Regions from separate parts of the Mus musculus genome. Here regions 2, 3, 4 and 5 are each linked to region 1. Evidence: chromatin contacts called from public ChIA-PET, HiChIP or PLAC-seq and promoter capture Hi-C data. All regions are on one chromosome and are shown on one strand. Each heading gives the region's core, a stretch centred on a gene start, on an enhancer-like site or on the middle of the called end of the contact. The rest is flanking DNA. Distances are from core to core; before and after follow the strand shown.

What was found. ChIA-PET counts read pairs in DNA pulled down with a chosen protein or histone mark. HiChIP or PLAC-seq counts read pairs in DNA pulled down with a chosen protein or histone mark. Capture Hi-C pulls out chosen DNA fragments and counts their contacts.
Region 2: a promoter capture Hi-C map of liver shows a contact between it and region 1. The contact joins the promoter of Pigx here to the promoter of Pcyt1a in region 1. A contact is called at or near these places in 2 of 39 promoter capture datasets (cranial neural crest and neural stem cells), 4 of 484 Hi-C or Micro-C datasets (B cells, CD4 T cells, granulocyte-monocyte progenitors and 1 more), 18 of 115 datasets of contacts at active chromatin or transcription factors (the 230-238 cell line, CD8 T cells, the NIH/3T3 cell line and 13 more) and 3 of 9 other capture datasets (adipose tissue, liver and pancreatic islet).
Region 3: an RNA polymerase II ChIA-PET map of memory CD8 T cells shows a contact between it and region 1, with 19 read pairs. The contact joins the enhancer-like site here to the promoter of Pcyt1a in region 1. A contact is called at or near these places in 7 of 39 promoter capture datasets (3T3-L1-derived adipocytes, the HPC-7 cell line, cranial neural crest and 4 more), 6 of 115 datasets of contacts at active chromatin or transcription factors (embryonic limb bud, extraembryonic endoderm stem cells, memory CD8 T cells and 3 more) and 1 of 9 other capture datasets (pancreatic islet).
Region 4: a contact with region 1 is called in an H3K27ac HiChIP or PLAC-seq map of extraembryonic endoderm stem cells. The contact joins the promoter of Pak2 here to the promoter of Pcyt1a in region 1. A contact is called at or near these places in 6 of 39 promoter capture datasets (the C10 cell line, hippocampal neurons, liver and 3 more), 6 of 115 datasets of contacts at active chromatin or transcription factors (effector CD8 T cells, extraembryonic endoderm stem cells, large pre-B cells and 3 more) and 3 of 9 other capture datasets (adipose tissue, macrophages and pancreatic islet).
Region 5: a promoter capture Hi-C map of adipose tissue shows a contact between it and region 1. The contact joins the promoter of Fyttd1 here to the promoter of Pcyt1a in region 1. A contact is called at or near these places in 2 of 39 promoter capture datasets (fetal liver and liver) and 2 of 9 other capture datasets (adipose tissue and liver).

What each region holds. Positions count from the first base shown.
Region 1 is chr16:32,429,670-32,432,369 of GRCm38.p6, forward strand. Pcyt1a (phosphate cytidylyltransferase 1, choline, alpha isoform) reads left to right here and starts at 1,252. Exons shown (of 9, transcript NM_009981.4): 1 at 1,252-1,362.
Region 2 is chr16:32,098,450-32,101,149 of GRCm38.p6, forward strand. It overlaps Pigx (phosphatidylinositol glycan anchor biosynthesis, class X), which reads right to left and starts at 1,278. Exons shown (of 6, transcript NM_024464.3): 1 at 1,021-1,278. The coding sequence starts at 1,120. It overlaps Cep19 (centrosomal protein 19), which reads left to right and starts at 1,340. Exons shown (of 4, transcript NM_025892.3): 1 at 1,340-1,662.
Region 3 is chr16:32,058,814-32,061,623 of GRCm38.p6, forward strand. The region is part of intron 1 of Pak2 (p21 (RAC1) activated kinase 2); the gene reads right to left. Among named protein-coding and RNA genes, the nearest start is that of Gm26419, 5.7 kb to the right of the region's middle. Within about 2 kb of position 1,473, at least 104 of the 459 cell types and tissues checked have an H3K27ac peak or open chromatin away from gene starts, as enhancers often do. A contact at or near this core is called in the HPC-7 cell line, liver, memory CD8 T cells and 1 more, where this site is marked.
Region 4 is chr16:32,077,802-32,080,641 of GRCm38.p6, forward strand. Pak2 (p21 (RAC1) activated kinase 2) reads right to left here and starts at 1,541. Exons shown (of 15, transcript NM_177326.3): 1 at 1,287-1,541.
Region 5 is chr16:32,876,469-32,879,290 of GRCm38.p6, forward strand. Fyttd1 (forty-two-three domain containing 1) reads left to right here and starts at 1,316. Exons shown (of 9, transcript NM_027226.4): 1 at 1,316-1,528. The coding sequence starts at 1,426. It also overlaps a transcript of Rubcn not described here.

The DNA.
Region 1 (2,700 bases), core at 2-2,501:
TAAGTGTGTGTGCTAGCTTTTAATCATTTTTCTCCTTAGAAGCACCTCAGCAGATGCACAAGTTCACCCATCCTCTTTCCTCTCAGTTATCTTCAAGTAAAAAATGCAAACAAATACATAAAAGTCTACCCCCACCCCCCCCATCTTTCTCCTGTAGAGTTTTCTTCCCACTTGCCTTACAGCTACAGAATTGCACAGGGTGTGGCGGCTAATGACCGCACTCTAGAGTCTGAGGCAGGAGGTCCACTGCAAATTCAAGGCCGGCATGGGACAAATAGTAAGGTCCAGGCCAGTCTCGGCAACAGTAAAGGCCATGTCTGATAGTTACTTTTAATTCCCCTCAAAAAGTCTGGAGAGAGAGTTCAGTGGTTAAGAGTTAAAAGCACTTACTGTTCAATTAAGACTAGAATTAGCCCGGCAGTGGTGGTGCACGCCTTTAATCCCAGCACTGGGGAGGCACAGGCAGGTGGATTTCTGAGTTCGAGGCCAGCCTGGTCTACAGAGTGAGTTCCAGGACAGCCAGGGCTACACAGAGAAACCCTGTCTCGAAAAAACGAAAAAAAAAAAAACAAAAAACAAAAAACAAAAAACCAAAAAACCAAAAAAAACAAAACCCACTAGAGTTCAGGTCCCAGCACCCAGGTATTCACAAAGGCCCGTTAACTCTAGCTCCAAGACATGTCACCCCATTTATGGCCTCCGTGGACACACAAAATCTTAGAAGTGTGTTGTGTGTGTGTGTGTGTGGGGGGGGGGGACTCGGCCAAACAAAATCCCCCAAAAGCTCACCGTAGGAAGTTCGTTCCCTAGACTACAGCCTCCTTGTCTGTGCATTTTTGCCCTCGCCTCTACTCCTGCTCCACTACTTCCCGGGTCGATTTCTAGGCTCGTTTTCTGATGAGTCAACCCAGGTCCGAATAACTGGCAGACAGAGGATGAGCTCAGACCCGAGCTCGCCTGACCGAGCCGGCGGGCTCGAAGTCCTCGGGGAGGTCGGACATCGGAGCCCCAGCCCTGCGGAGAAGGCGAGGGGCAGCGGGCGCAGGGGACGCCGGGAGACCGGCGGCAGGAGGCGCCACACATCCGGAATTCCGAGCCCGCCGACCCCGCGCCTGCCTCCAGCGCTTCGGCTCAGTCACCCCACGCGCCCGGCCCCTCTGGAAGCGGAACTACTCTGTCAGGTTGTGGTTTTCAGGAATGCGGAGGTGGCATTGACAAGAGGGCGGGCGGGAGGCGGGACTTCCGGTCCGCAGTCCGGTCAGATGTTTCCCGGGCGTCTCCCCGCAACCCATTTGACTTCGCTAGTCGGTGACGCGGCGCGGGGAAGGGATCCGAGGGGGACCGGAGCCTGGAGGAGTTGAGGTAAGGAAACTCCGGGTAGTGGGTGCTTTGCGAGGACAAAGGCGGGCTGGGAGCGTGAGGGGGCTGCGACTGAAGAGTGGGCCAGTGACAGCTAGGGAAAGTGTGAAGCAGGAGGCTACTGTGACCGAGGTACAATGACAGCCAAGAGGACTGTGACCCAGGGGTGGCCGCTTGTGAGGGGTCTGTGACCCCCGGAGCAGTAAATGCGAGGGACTCTGACCTCGGAGAGCACGAGGCAGAGGCTGCGACGGGACCATGACCGAGTAAGTATGCAGCAGTGACTACCCGGGGACTGACTGATCGATGGATAGTGACTGAGGGGATTGATCCGAGGGACCATGAAGCAGCGGCTGCGAGGGCGCGCTCACCGACAAGCAGCGACTTTGAGGGCTGACTTGGAGGAGAATGTAAGATCAGGAATTGGGGGTGGTGCTTTGCACTTGTGTTTGTGTACAAAGTGTGAGTGAATGAGCGAGGGACCCACCCGGCACAGGTCTTACGAAGAAACCGCACTGGTGTGAGACCAGACCAGAGTTTGAATTTTACGGGCAAACTTCCGTGGGTGAGAAACTTAGTTCACCACTGAGCTAGTGTCTTCGTCAGTAAGCGGAAAGTTCAGAGTTGGATTATGCCACCCAACTCTGAGTCCCAGTTTACTATTGGGCTGTGAAGACAGTTTAGTTGGATGGCAACTAACTAAATACAGACAACTGGTCTACAATAGAAATCCCCGCTGTGTTCACATAGTAAGGATTTATAAAATAGGTTTCAGGTGTGTTTGCAATGATGCTATAAAGTTAGCTTCCTACATCTTACTACGTATGCAGTAAACGAGCTAAAGTTTGAAAACTGGGTGTGGTGATACACAACTAGAATTCAGACACCCAGGAGGCTGAGACAAGTATTTTCAGTTGGGCTTAAAAATTTTGGTGGACTTAAAGTGTTTTGGTTTTGTTTCTTTGCTCTTGCTTGTGAGTTTGTTTCTTCAAGTCAAGGTGTCTCTATGTAGCCCTGGTTGTCCTGGAACTCCCTCTGTAGACCGGGCTGGCCTTGAACTCAGAGATCTGCCTATTTCTGCCTCACCAGTGCTGGCTCTGAGGCATTAATACAGGATCTCACTATGTATAGCCACTGACCTGGAACCATCTAGACCAGGGTGGCCTTGAACTCACAGAGACTCCTGGCCTCTGCCTCAAGATTAAAGGTGCATGCCACCATGTCTAGCTTTTTGCTGTTGTTGCTTTTTTAGTTTGAGAAGTAGTGGGTTTGGATTATTTGAGGTTTTTCTTTCTGTAATGATTCTATGATTAAGGAACTGCAGAGAAGTAAGTGTAGAGT
Region 2 (2,700 bases), core at 28-2,527, 330 kb before region 1:
TCATAAAATGATTCACTAAAACTATTATTACTCAGTGACTAAAAGTTCAAGACTGGTGAGATGGCACCACCTTTGGTTCCAGCACTCAGTTTGGTCTACATACCAAGTTCCAAGAAAGACCATTTCTCAAGTATCAAATATTAAGAAACAAACAAACCCTAAAGGTTCAGTAGCCAGGTACCCTGCTCTAAAACACTGGCAAGAAATGTGTGGGAAGAACATTAAAATAAGAGTGTGAATCACTGATAAACCTGTTACTCAGCAACATGAAGCCAGGAGAATAAGCAGTTGGGAGACGCTTGAGGGTCCTACAATATAAAAGCGAGTCAACAGTTGCTGGGGGCAAACTGCAGAGAAAAAGAGATGGGAGGGGGGAAACTAGTGTTAGGACTGAAGAGCTGTCTGGAAGTCGCTTAGTGAGCTCCAGGGTTGCAGTTTTCAGGACTCACCCATTTTATCTTTCTACTGATGCAGCTTCTTTTGAGTTATCCTTGCTTCTAGTAAGTAGCCCCTCACCCATATTTCTAATAGTAGCCCCAATTAAAAAAAAAAAATCATTGGTTTACCAAACTGGACACTGGTACAAAGGTTACCTTTCTGGAGTGAGCAGGTTGTGCGTGTGTGCGTGCGTGCGTGTGTCCCTGGGAAGTATGTCACACAACACATCACCTCACCCCTTCTCCCATACATGCTGTTTGGGCATTCTCACACTTCGCTGGATGCCGAGGGTTCACTGCCTCTCAGGCAGCACAAGGCATCTTCAGGGGAACCATAAGCACCCCAAGATACTTCGTGGCTTGCTGTACTTGTTTCGTACTTGGGTCACAGCGTGGCCAGTCCCGCCTTGGAAAGACAAAGCCCGGCTCTGAAGCCCGGGATGGGACCCCCAGCAAAGATCACAAGGAGGGAAGGGCGCACAGGGCCTTTGTTGCTAACTTCCTCCGGCCTCGGGTACCCCAGGCGCCGCGGGTGCTCCCCACCTCCGCCCCAGCTCCGCACACACTCGCTCAGCCCCCTGACCTTTACCAGCGCTGAAAGGGGCGTCGCTGAAGTCCGCGGCGAGCCTGCCGACCAGCCAGGCTGCCCAAAGGAGCAGCCAGGCCACAGCGCCGGCAGCCAGGACGCCGGAGCCCGACGCCCGAAAGGGGCGCTCGGGGCAAGCTGCGGTCACCGAAGGAATCTGAGCACGCTGAGCGCGCGCTCACCTTTCCCGATGACCCGAACAGAACTCGGCTAACACTTCCACCCTAGGATCTCCCTACAACTCCAGGTTCCGGAGAGGCCAGCCCCCTGGCCCCGCCCCTCGTCATCCCGGCCGGGGCGGGGCGAGAGGCTGCGCAAGCGCAAATTGAGAGCCTTCTGTTGCCTTGGGAACGATCCTCGGGGCGCCTAGGTGGGCCCTTGGACCGGGCGAGCTGCCTTAGGACCGCACTCCCCGCGCTCAGCCCCGCTTCCTGCCCACAACCGGATGCGTGCGGGCTGAGCCCCCTGCCTCTGAGTTCACCCCATGGTTATTCCTGTAGGCTATGGCTATCGCCGTTTCCTGCAGCGTCAGGCTCCACCTCGCCTCAAAGTCGACCTAAGCTCCTCTGTGCAGTGCAGTAGGATGGAAACCACCCCCTCACTGCTGTTCAGATGTGCACTTCCTGTACTTCTTCAAGGGTAAGTAGGGTCGCCTTGCATTGGTGAGGACATGAATCGGGACCTCAGTATTCCCTTCGGTGTTGTGGGGAACAAATCTCTAGTAGGAAAAGTATATCAGGTAAAAATACATTAGGTAAATGTAATGTCATTCCTCCCAGTGCGTTAGCTGACCTAGTGCTGGTGCTGAACGGCAGGCAGGTTATGGGGTCTCGAAAGTGGGAGGATAGTGTAATATAGCACTACAAACATGCTATTAAGAAATATGGACAAAAACAAAAAAAAAAAAAGGCCAGGTAGTGGTGGTGTATGCTTTTAATCTCAGCACCCGGGAAGTAGAGGCGGTCAGATCTCTGAGTTTGAGGCCAGCCTGGTCTACAGAGTGAATCCAGGGCAGCGAGAGCTTCACAGAAAATCCTGACTTGAAACAACAACAACAATAATAATAATAAATTAAAAGGAAAACTCTTTAGTGAAGACCTTACGTTATTATCGACTCTATTCACAAGTGTGGCCCTTTGCTTATGTTTGTAGACCATATAGTGTCTGGAAAGTTTACTGACATCACACTCTAGTGAGGTGAACTGGGAATAGTGTCTGGGCATTGGCTCAGATCAAAGGCAAAGCCCAGCAATGTGAAAGGCAGCACTTTATTATGGTTGACCTCATAGGAGTAAAAATCTCACATCTGTCAGTAGGGTGAGAATACAGACTGTGATCCTATATGATAAATCTACCTAGCAACCATAAAATTTGCATTTAATACAGGAAACCGTATGTATGAGATAAAACTAAACTGTAGTCTATATATGTATTTATATTTATGCATATATGTATGTGACATACATATAGCTAGAAAAAAGAATAGAAGTTAGATGAACATTTCATTTTCTCTTTCTCTCACTTTTATTCCTATTTTTCTTTTTTTTTTAAGATTTATTTATTTATTATATGTAAGTACACTGTAGCTGTCTTCAGACACACCAGAAGAGGGCGTCAGATCTCATTACGGATGGTTGTGAGCCACCATGTGGTTGCTGGGATTTGAACTCAGGACCT
Region 3 (2,810 bases), core at 223-2,722, 370 kb before region 1:
TATTAAATTATATGTTAGAAAACCAACATTCCTCATGCTTTTCTCTATACTAATCCAGTGTGCTGGATGACTTCCGGAACTGAATTATAACTGTGACAATTAGTCAATAACTTACGTCACTTTTCTCCCCCAAGTTCACTCAGCCCAAAGGGCAAGGACTGTGCATACCTTAGACAGGACTGCCGACTGACTCATGTTGACCATGCTCTGCTCCCCAGTGAAGCCTATCCCTCCTGAATGTAGCAGTCCTTTTCTCACCCAGCCGTTCACTAGACACAGATAAAGCAGGTCACACTAACAGGGTTACCTTTGAAAAGCTTGTACTTGCCCCTCACTGCTGACTTATGGCCTTAGTCTCTTTCCCACAACGCAGCTTTTTGTGCACTGCTCCTACAGACAGTGTTAAGTGCCTAAAAAGTGCCTGGTAAGGTCCCAATAAAATTCTTTAACCTTATATTTTAGACAGGTACAATAGACACAAAAACAACTCACAGGACTGGAGATGAGGCTTAGTTGGTAAAGAGTGCCTGCTTAGTGGTAGTCAGTCCCTAGCACTGTACAAAACCAGACAAGGGGCGCATGCATCCTACCACAGAGAGGTTGGAGGCAAGAACTTCAAAGTCATTCTTGGATGCATGAAGAGTTGAACACAGGGCTGGAGAGCTGGCTCAACAGTTAAGAGCACCAATTGCTCTTCAAAAAGTCCCAGCAACCACACAGTGGCTCACAGCCATCTGTGAAGAGGGATCTGATGGCTTCTTCTGGTGTGTCTGAAGACAGCATACTGTCTGTATACATACTGTATATATAGTACAGTATACTCATATTCATAAAAATGAATGAATGAATAAATAAATAAATAAATCTTTAAGAAAAAAAATAATTGAACACAGCCTAAGATACATGAAATCCTGTCCCCAAACCAAGTCAAACACACTTCATAATAAAATGATAATATAGCCTATATTGTTTTACCACTACTCAAAAATGCTGTATGAAAAAAAAAAAAGTAAGTAGTGCCTCTCTCCAATCCTTTCACTTTTTGATACTTTTCAGTAACAAACAAGTAGGCAAAACAAAAAGTGTGCCAAAACACACTGTACTCTCTAAGAGGCCCATTGTTTAACTGTGATGAGCCTCAACACAATTCCTCAATTGTGTTCTGAAGAAGACCAGAAGTAGCTAAATACACGACAGAAATAAGGAAGTGGTGTCTGGACTCAGTCAGTCTAACTAGTGGAAATGAATTTATATTATCTACTGGGATCAGCTATGACACAGAAGTGAAAAACACATTACCAGAAAACATGGTTCATGATGCAAAATTTTACTTTATGTTTTCAGGAACTTACTAATATAACAACACTGACCAGAACTCTAACAATCTCTTTCTACACTGACACCATGGCATCCCAAACCTTACGAACCTCTGTGAGCTTAAGTACAGATGAGAACGAGCCCCGACTACCTGCAGGTGCGGCCATACACTGAGTCAGAGGCTCCCACACTGGAAAGGAAGTGTTCACCAGAGTATGCCAGTCAGAACATCAGGCCAAGATGGCAAAGCTCCAAAGCAAAGACTTGATGCAGAGAGGTGTAGGAACGCAGAGAAGACTTGTAAGGAACTCAGACAAACACAAGTTCATGGGACTGATCAAAAGATTTATGTCATGGGGCCAGGGAGATGGCTCTATGGGCAAAGATACTTTCTGCCAAGCCTGACAACCTGGTTCTTTCCATCTCCAGAAACTACATGGTGGAAGGAATGCTACACCATGTACAAATTTTCCTCTGACCTCCACACACATACATATACAAATCAAATAAATGTAAAAGCAAAAGTTTTAAAAATTTAGTATACAAACAAATGCTAGTAAATAAAACAAGATTTTAGTGAATCCAAAAACAAACTGAAAATAGATAGAGTGAGTGGGCCATTTATTACAGACCACTAATTCTCAACCTACTACATTAGGAGCCTACCTACTTTGGGAATTGAATATTTAGGACATCTGCTCATTCCAGTCAATCGTGCTCGCTCCGGTCAACTCCACTCGCCCAGTCCCTGCTCACTCCGGCCCAAAGATTTACTTATTATACATAAGTACACTGTGGCTGTCTTCTGACACACCAGAAGAGGGTGTCAGATTTCATTATGGGTGGTTATGAGCCACCATGTGGTTGCTGGGATTTGAACTCAGGACCTTTGGAAGAGCAGTCAGTGCTCTTACCCACTGAGCCATCTCACTAGTCCCAAACTTCTGTCTTTCTGCCTTCATCTTCCAAGTGCCAGGATTACAGGTATGCTTGACCATGCTACTTTTTAAGGTTTATTTTCTGTGTACAAATATTTGCCTGCATATATATGTATACGTGTGTGTGTGTGTGTGTGTGTGTGTGTGTGTGTGCACCCCATGCATGCCTAGTGCTGGTGGAAGTCGGCGGGGGTGGGGTTGTGGGGGGTTAGATTGCCTGGATCTGGAGTTACAGACAGACTGTTGTGAGCTGCCAGACGACCAGAACTGAGTAGTGACTGCTAACTTTCATCTTGTCTTTACACATTCAATGATAACTACAATGGGAACTTTCTGCATTGCATATTAAACATACTGACCAAATTAGGACACTGCCACTACATTACCTAATATGATGTATTTTATTCCTCTTCTGAGCTCTCTACTCCTGTGGGGAAGACACTAACTTTATAGATTTGCAGAGGGAGGATAGATAGAAAGGCTCCCAACATAGCTGGGGCTGAAGAATCAGCTGTGATTAACAAGATACCAGAACTACTAAAGCAAAAACTTTGC
Region 4 (2,840 bases), core at 291-2,790, 350 kb before region 1:
CACAAGGCTGAGACAGGAAGAGTGTCACAACAGCCTGAGCTGGAATGAGGCCCTGTCTAGGAAAGGCAGAGGATGGGTATAAAAGTATACGAAAAAGGCTTCCTTCACACACACACACACACACCCCAACTGAAGAACTGGGGTAGAGACAAGCAAGAATGTTCTACAAATGCCACAGAGCTTCTGGCAAAGTTGACGTGCCCTAACCTGTTTTAAAAATTACTACTCACTGCCTTCATCCCAACCTAATTTTATTCATACTATTCTTTTGGATAGCTCTACCAAAAAAAAAAAAAAAAAAATCCCCAGAGCAAATTCTTGTGTATTTATTTCAATATCCTGCCTACTTTATAAGAGCGGAAGAGTCGAATACAGCAGGGGAAAAACGTGACGTGCACAACCTTCACCCAAAACACAGCTCAGCTCGTCGTTGTCTAATTTTGGGCCTAACCGGTTTGGTTGTCTTTTTTTAAAAGGTTAGAAACGAAAAGCTGGAAAATCTACAGGTCACTTGTAAAGAAGAACCTGGCGGCTATCGATGGGAGTTGGTGATTTGTCAAAGAGGAAACAAATCTCACTTCCACTCTACCTAGTTCTATTAAGACAGGGGATGGAGAGAGCCTCCTTCCCATCAAGCCACAATGGCAATTATTTAACACACTTCTGTCTTGGACGACTTGATCTAGAACTAATCAAAAGGCTGAGTCCATTAAGTTATTTGCAGCAACTTTTTTTTTTTCTTGTGAGGGCGCGCGTGTTTCAGACAGCCAAACATGGTGAAAAGCCAACCTCAGCCCAAGTTAACCTTAAGAAGCAAATATTCACCTCCTGGCTAAAGATCAAGCAAAAACCGTAAGATCCTTAACTTCTGTTCTTAAACGCAGGCTCCCAGAGCCCGGCAAAAACTTTTTCCTAATGTGGAGGAGGAGGAAGAGTTTACACACTGAACTTAAGGAGCTCGCGACAGGATTCCCGAGCGACGAGACTGCAGAGAACGCAGCTGGTAAAGGAGGGAACATCCAGGAACAAACCCGAGTCGTCCGGTGCAGCGCCGGCGGGAGAGAAGGGCAAGGACGGCCGGAGTGGCCAGGGTCCCCACAGCCCAGCAAGCTTCCTCTCGGCCGAAGCTTAGAGCCAGGGCGCAGACAATGAGCCACCGCCCGGAGCCGCGGGCCCGCCCGCAGGTGCTGGCGTCCCGGGCCGCTGGGCCCAGGCCGCGGAGGCGGGAGGAGGGCGGCGGCTCGGCCCGGCCCGGCCCGGCCCGGGCGAGCGGCAACCGCACTTACCAGAGAGGAAAGGTCTCCGCCCGACCCAGGGCGGGCTGCTTGGCCGACGCGGGCGAGCACTGCGCTGGGGCGCTGAGAGGGAGGAGGGCAGGGCGGAGGGGAGCGGCGCGGGGCGCGGCCGTCGCTACCGAGGCCGTGAGGCGCAGAACCCCTTGGGCCAGGGAGGGGAGGGCAGGAGCCTTCGGCAATGGCGACGGCCCGGGCCGGAGGGGAAGCGGAACAACCGCTGCCGCTGCGCGTGGCCACAACCCTGGGGGAGGGCGGCGGCGGGGGCGCGGGGCGGGGCCGTAAGACAGCCCCGCCCTGAAAGTGGCGTCATGACCCGAGGGGCGGGCTTTCACAGGGCGGCTGGGAACCGTAGTCTAGTCATCTGTTAGGGAGACTCAGGACAGTGGGCGTTACAGAGAAAACCTGTCCCTCATTTATCAGCATTCTGCATTGTCTGCAGTTACGGTTTACCTACTGACAAAGCTGACGGAGAACAGCTGATCCAAACATATTTGTGTGTAGAGGGTCTTTGTTTCTGAGAATGTATCCATTCACCAATTGGTGTTTTGTGGGGAGGGATGGCTTTTCGAGTCCTGGCTGTCCTGGAACTCACTCTGTAGTCCAGGCTGACTTTGAACTAGAGATCCTCCTGCTTCTGCCTCCTGAAGAGGTACTGCCCAGCTCACTTTGTTTTTTGGTTTGGTTTGGTTTGGTTTGGTTTTTTGGAGGCAGGGTTTCTCTGTATAGCCCTGGCTGTCCTGGAACTCACTTTGAAGACCAGGCTGGCCTCGATTAAAGGAATGCGACGCCACCGCTTTTTTTTTTCCTACAAATTTAACCAGATTAAGTTGAATCAGATTATGCTGCTAAATTAGGTCCTCCCTCTTTGCAAAACAAAGATTTTTTTATTTTTCTGTATTTTATCAATGGAGGAGTTAATTCATGTATTCTTATTCCACAACTATGTCAATATCTAATATCTACAAAAGACCATTTAGGTACCAGAAATGAACATGCTTCACCTAGTCTTTGTAAAGGTTAAAAACATGAAAACGGTGGTGGCGCACGCCTTTAATCCCAGAACTCGGGAGGCAGAGGCAGGCAGATTTCTGAGTTCGAGGCCAGACTGGTCTACAGAGTGAGTTCCAGGAAAGCCAGGGCTATACAGAGAAACCCTGTCTCAGAAAAAAAACAACCAAAAAAACGTATGAAAACATAAAAACCAAAACACTGATACCTGTTACAAGGTGGGGAAAAAGCTGAGGGATTACCGTGGACAGAGTGGACAGAGAAGGTGGCAGTTAAAACAGAAAAAGGAACTCGGAAGAACTGAGGGGAAAGGATTACAAGTAGGAAGAGGATTGCCACGGTCAGTGAGAGATGAAGGCTAGGCTCACAACCAAAACCACAAGACTTATGTAGCTGCACCTTGGTGTAAGATGGGTATATTAGAAAGTACTGTAGTAGTTGGGCGAGGTGGCATACTCCTTTAATCCTAGCACTTGGGAGGCAGAGGCAGGCGAATTTCTGAGTTCGAGGCCAGCCTGGTCTACAAAGTGAGTTTCA
Region 5 (2,822 bases), core at 66-2,565, 450 kb after region 1:
GACTTTTGAGAATAAGGGATTGTATTTCTCAAATTCTCAATAGAAAATTATACATTTCCTCAAGATAAGACTACTATGATTCATCAAACACCCCAAAACATCATGCTTTTGGATGGAATCACGAATTAAGAGTGGCCTTTTCTTTTAACCATATCGTAAGAAGCATTAGTATGTAGTTTTAAGATGGATCAATAGCTGTCACAATCTTTACTAAAAAGGGTAGATACAATATAACCAGGTCTCAGCTGGTAAAAGTTAGAAAATATGTTATTAATAGATGCAATTGTACATGATATGAAGTGTTTTAAAGTATGGAAGCTCCAAGCAAAAAATAGTAAAATGTGTCACGGCTGTTGAATTTGCAAATCACATGGATTGTGACATTACTAAATTAAATATAGGATAGTGTGGTTTTCAGATTTCTTGGGTCACTACAAAGCTAGCTCAGGTCTCTACTAAAGAAATTTTAGGAAGTGAAGAAAACGGTGGCAGAGATTTCTACACGAACAGAACACTTGACGCTGTTTTTTTTTCCTTAGATGAAAATGCCTGAGATGGTTTTGAGCTGTTATGTGGGGGATGGAATAACAGGCATGCTTCCACGCAGGTGCGTTGTAGAAAATAAAGTAAAAAAAAAAGGGGGGGGGGGAATAACATTTCGTAAAGGGGAAACGAATTATTAAGCTGGAATGGAAACATTAAGTTTTTCTATAAAGACGATTAAGGAAAATATATATATTTCGCCACTCAATTGAGTAATAGAAAAACGCAACCAAATAAACAGAAGTACTTACCCTCCCAAGGGAAGATGAGGTCTTACTAAGGTAGCTAGTACCGTGCCAAATGTTTATAGAGTGCCAACTGAGACAAGGCACAGATACATTAGCATTTACTTTTATTGTTAAGGTGACTCAAGAACTGTCACTGCAGCCTTTGCTATCAGACGTGGCAACTCAGGGACAGGGGAGCTGGGACCCATCGCTGCAATCTCGGCTCGCAGGGGTCTGTCCAGCCTCCGTAGGCTGCACTGCAGAGGGGCGTGCCGGGCCTTTCCGCAGCAGGACGGGCCGGAACAGCAGGGCCAGGCTAGTCGTTCAGACTCGGTTTCGGAGGCGCTGCCAATGGTGTGGACCGTCGAGGCGCTAGGACAGCCGCTATTCCCGGCGCCCTGGGCTGAGGCTCCAGGACGGCGCCCCGCACCGGTAAGGGCCGCTAGGCGCCAGTTTCGCGTGGGCCGCTCTAGCCGCCCGCAGCTCGTCTCGGTAGTCCCTCTCCCCCGCCCGCTGCTGGGAGGTGGGAGGGCGAGGACGCCGCCGGCGCGCGTGCGCGCTCTGCGCTGCAGCTAGTCTGCGTGCGTGAGTGGGAGGCGGCGGGCCTGCGACTCTGGCCTTCCCGGCTGACTGCTCCGACGCCGCAACCCCAGTCATGAACCGGTTTGGCACCCGGTTGGTAGGAGCCACGGCGACCCCGCCGCCGCCACCGAAAGCACGAAGCAATGAGAACCTGGACAAAATCGATATGTCCCTGGGTGAGAGACCAGGGTGGCCGCGTCGTGGTGGGGGGAGGGGGCGGGAGGCACGGTGGGGGAAGGGGCGGTTGACCGCGGTTGCCTGTCCGGTTTGGTCGCGCGTGGGCGGAACCGGCGAGGACCCCCCCCCCCCGATGGGACGGGAGCGACCCCGGTGTGTCCCACCCCCGGGGGTAGGGAGGGGTCGTAACAAGGACTGGCCGGGCCCGGCGGTCCGCAGGGTCCGTAGCTGCTGTCTTCTTTCCCCGCAGGACGGAGTCTCTTGGGCTACCCGGGCCGGCGTGTGCTCACCCACCCGGGGCTTTTCCTTTTAAAGGGTCTTAGAACCAGCCTGGGGCTGCAACTGACTAAAGCCAGCAACCGCGAGAATAGCTTGTCTGGTGTGAATGCCCAGAAGTGCGCTGGGCACGGGCGATTTCCAACCGGCGCCTCCCCTGGGAACGCCGGGGGTCCCGGACGCGGTCCCTGAACGGCCGCTCGGAGGGGTCGTTAAGCGTGAACCGTATTACTGAGTTTGATTAGGTGTTTACTGAAGCGTGTTCTCTAGCACGGTTTCAAAGTTAGCCAGTTGGGGGTGGGGAGGGAGAGATGTACGCAGATTGATAAAATGTCAGGTAGAACATGGGGTCCCGTGTACATAAAAAGGATGCCGTGGTTTGCTGATGATTATGTAAGAAAAGCATGAGGATTGTTTTTTATTTTCGAAAAAAAAAATAATTCCAATCCAACAGTATGAGGGCTTCTGTTTGGTTTGGCTTAGCAAATCCAAAAGTAATTCCTTCTTTTCTTTTCTTTTTTTTTCTTTTGTAGAGTCAAGTTATGTATGGTACTGGATAGAATCAGTGCTCTCTTTCTTTTTCCTCTTTCCGGGTCTCTTCTCACCACACTGCCCCTCTTGGATATTTTAAAATACCTGAATACTGAACTTGTGTTTCTTTTCTAATGGAAGGCTATCCTGGGCCTCAGAAGCCCAGGGACCATACAGCTGAAGAGGGGAGCAGGTGTCCCAGTGGAAGGGCATCCTGAGACACTGGTGCCCAGGAACCACACAGCTCTGAAAGGAAACCTTCGCAGCTCCCAGGGGAGGGTATTCCCAGCTGAGCTGAGGAGCTCAAGAGTCTCAGACCTACTCCACTTGTTTGCTTCTCTTCATTGCTTCTTGGCTTCTTATCAGTCACACCAGGCAGCAAATCGCATAAAAGAGATTTATTGGTAGATCCAGAGAGAAGAGGGACGAATCCAGTAATGGCTGCCCTCTGCTCCCACTATAGGACAACAGGGAATTGGACAAAAG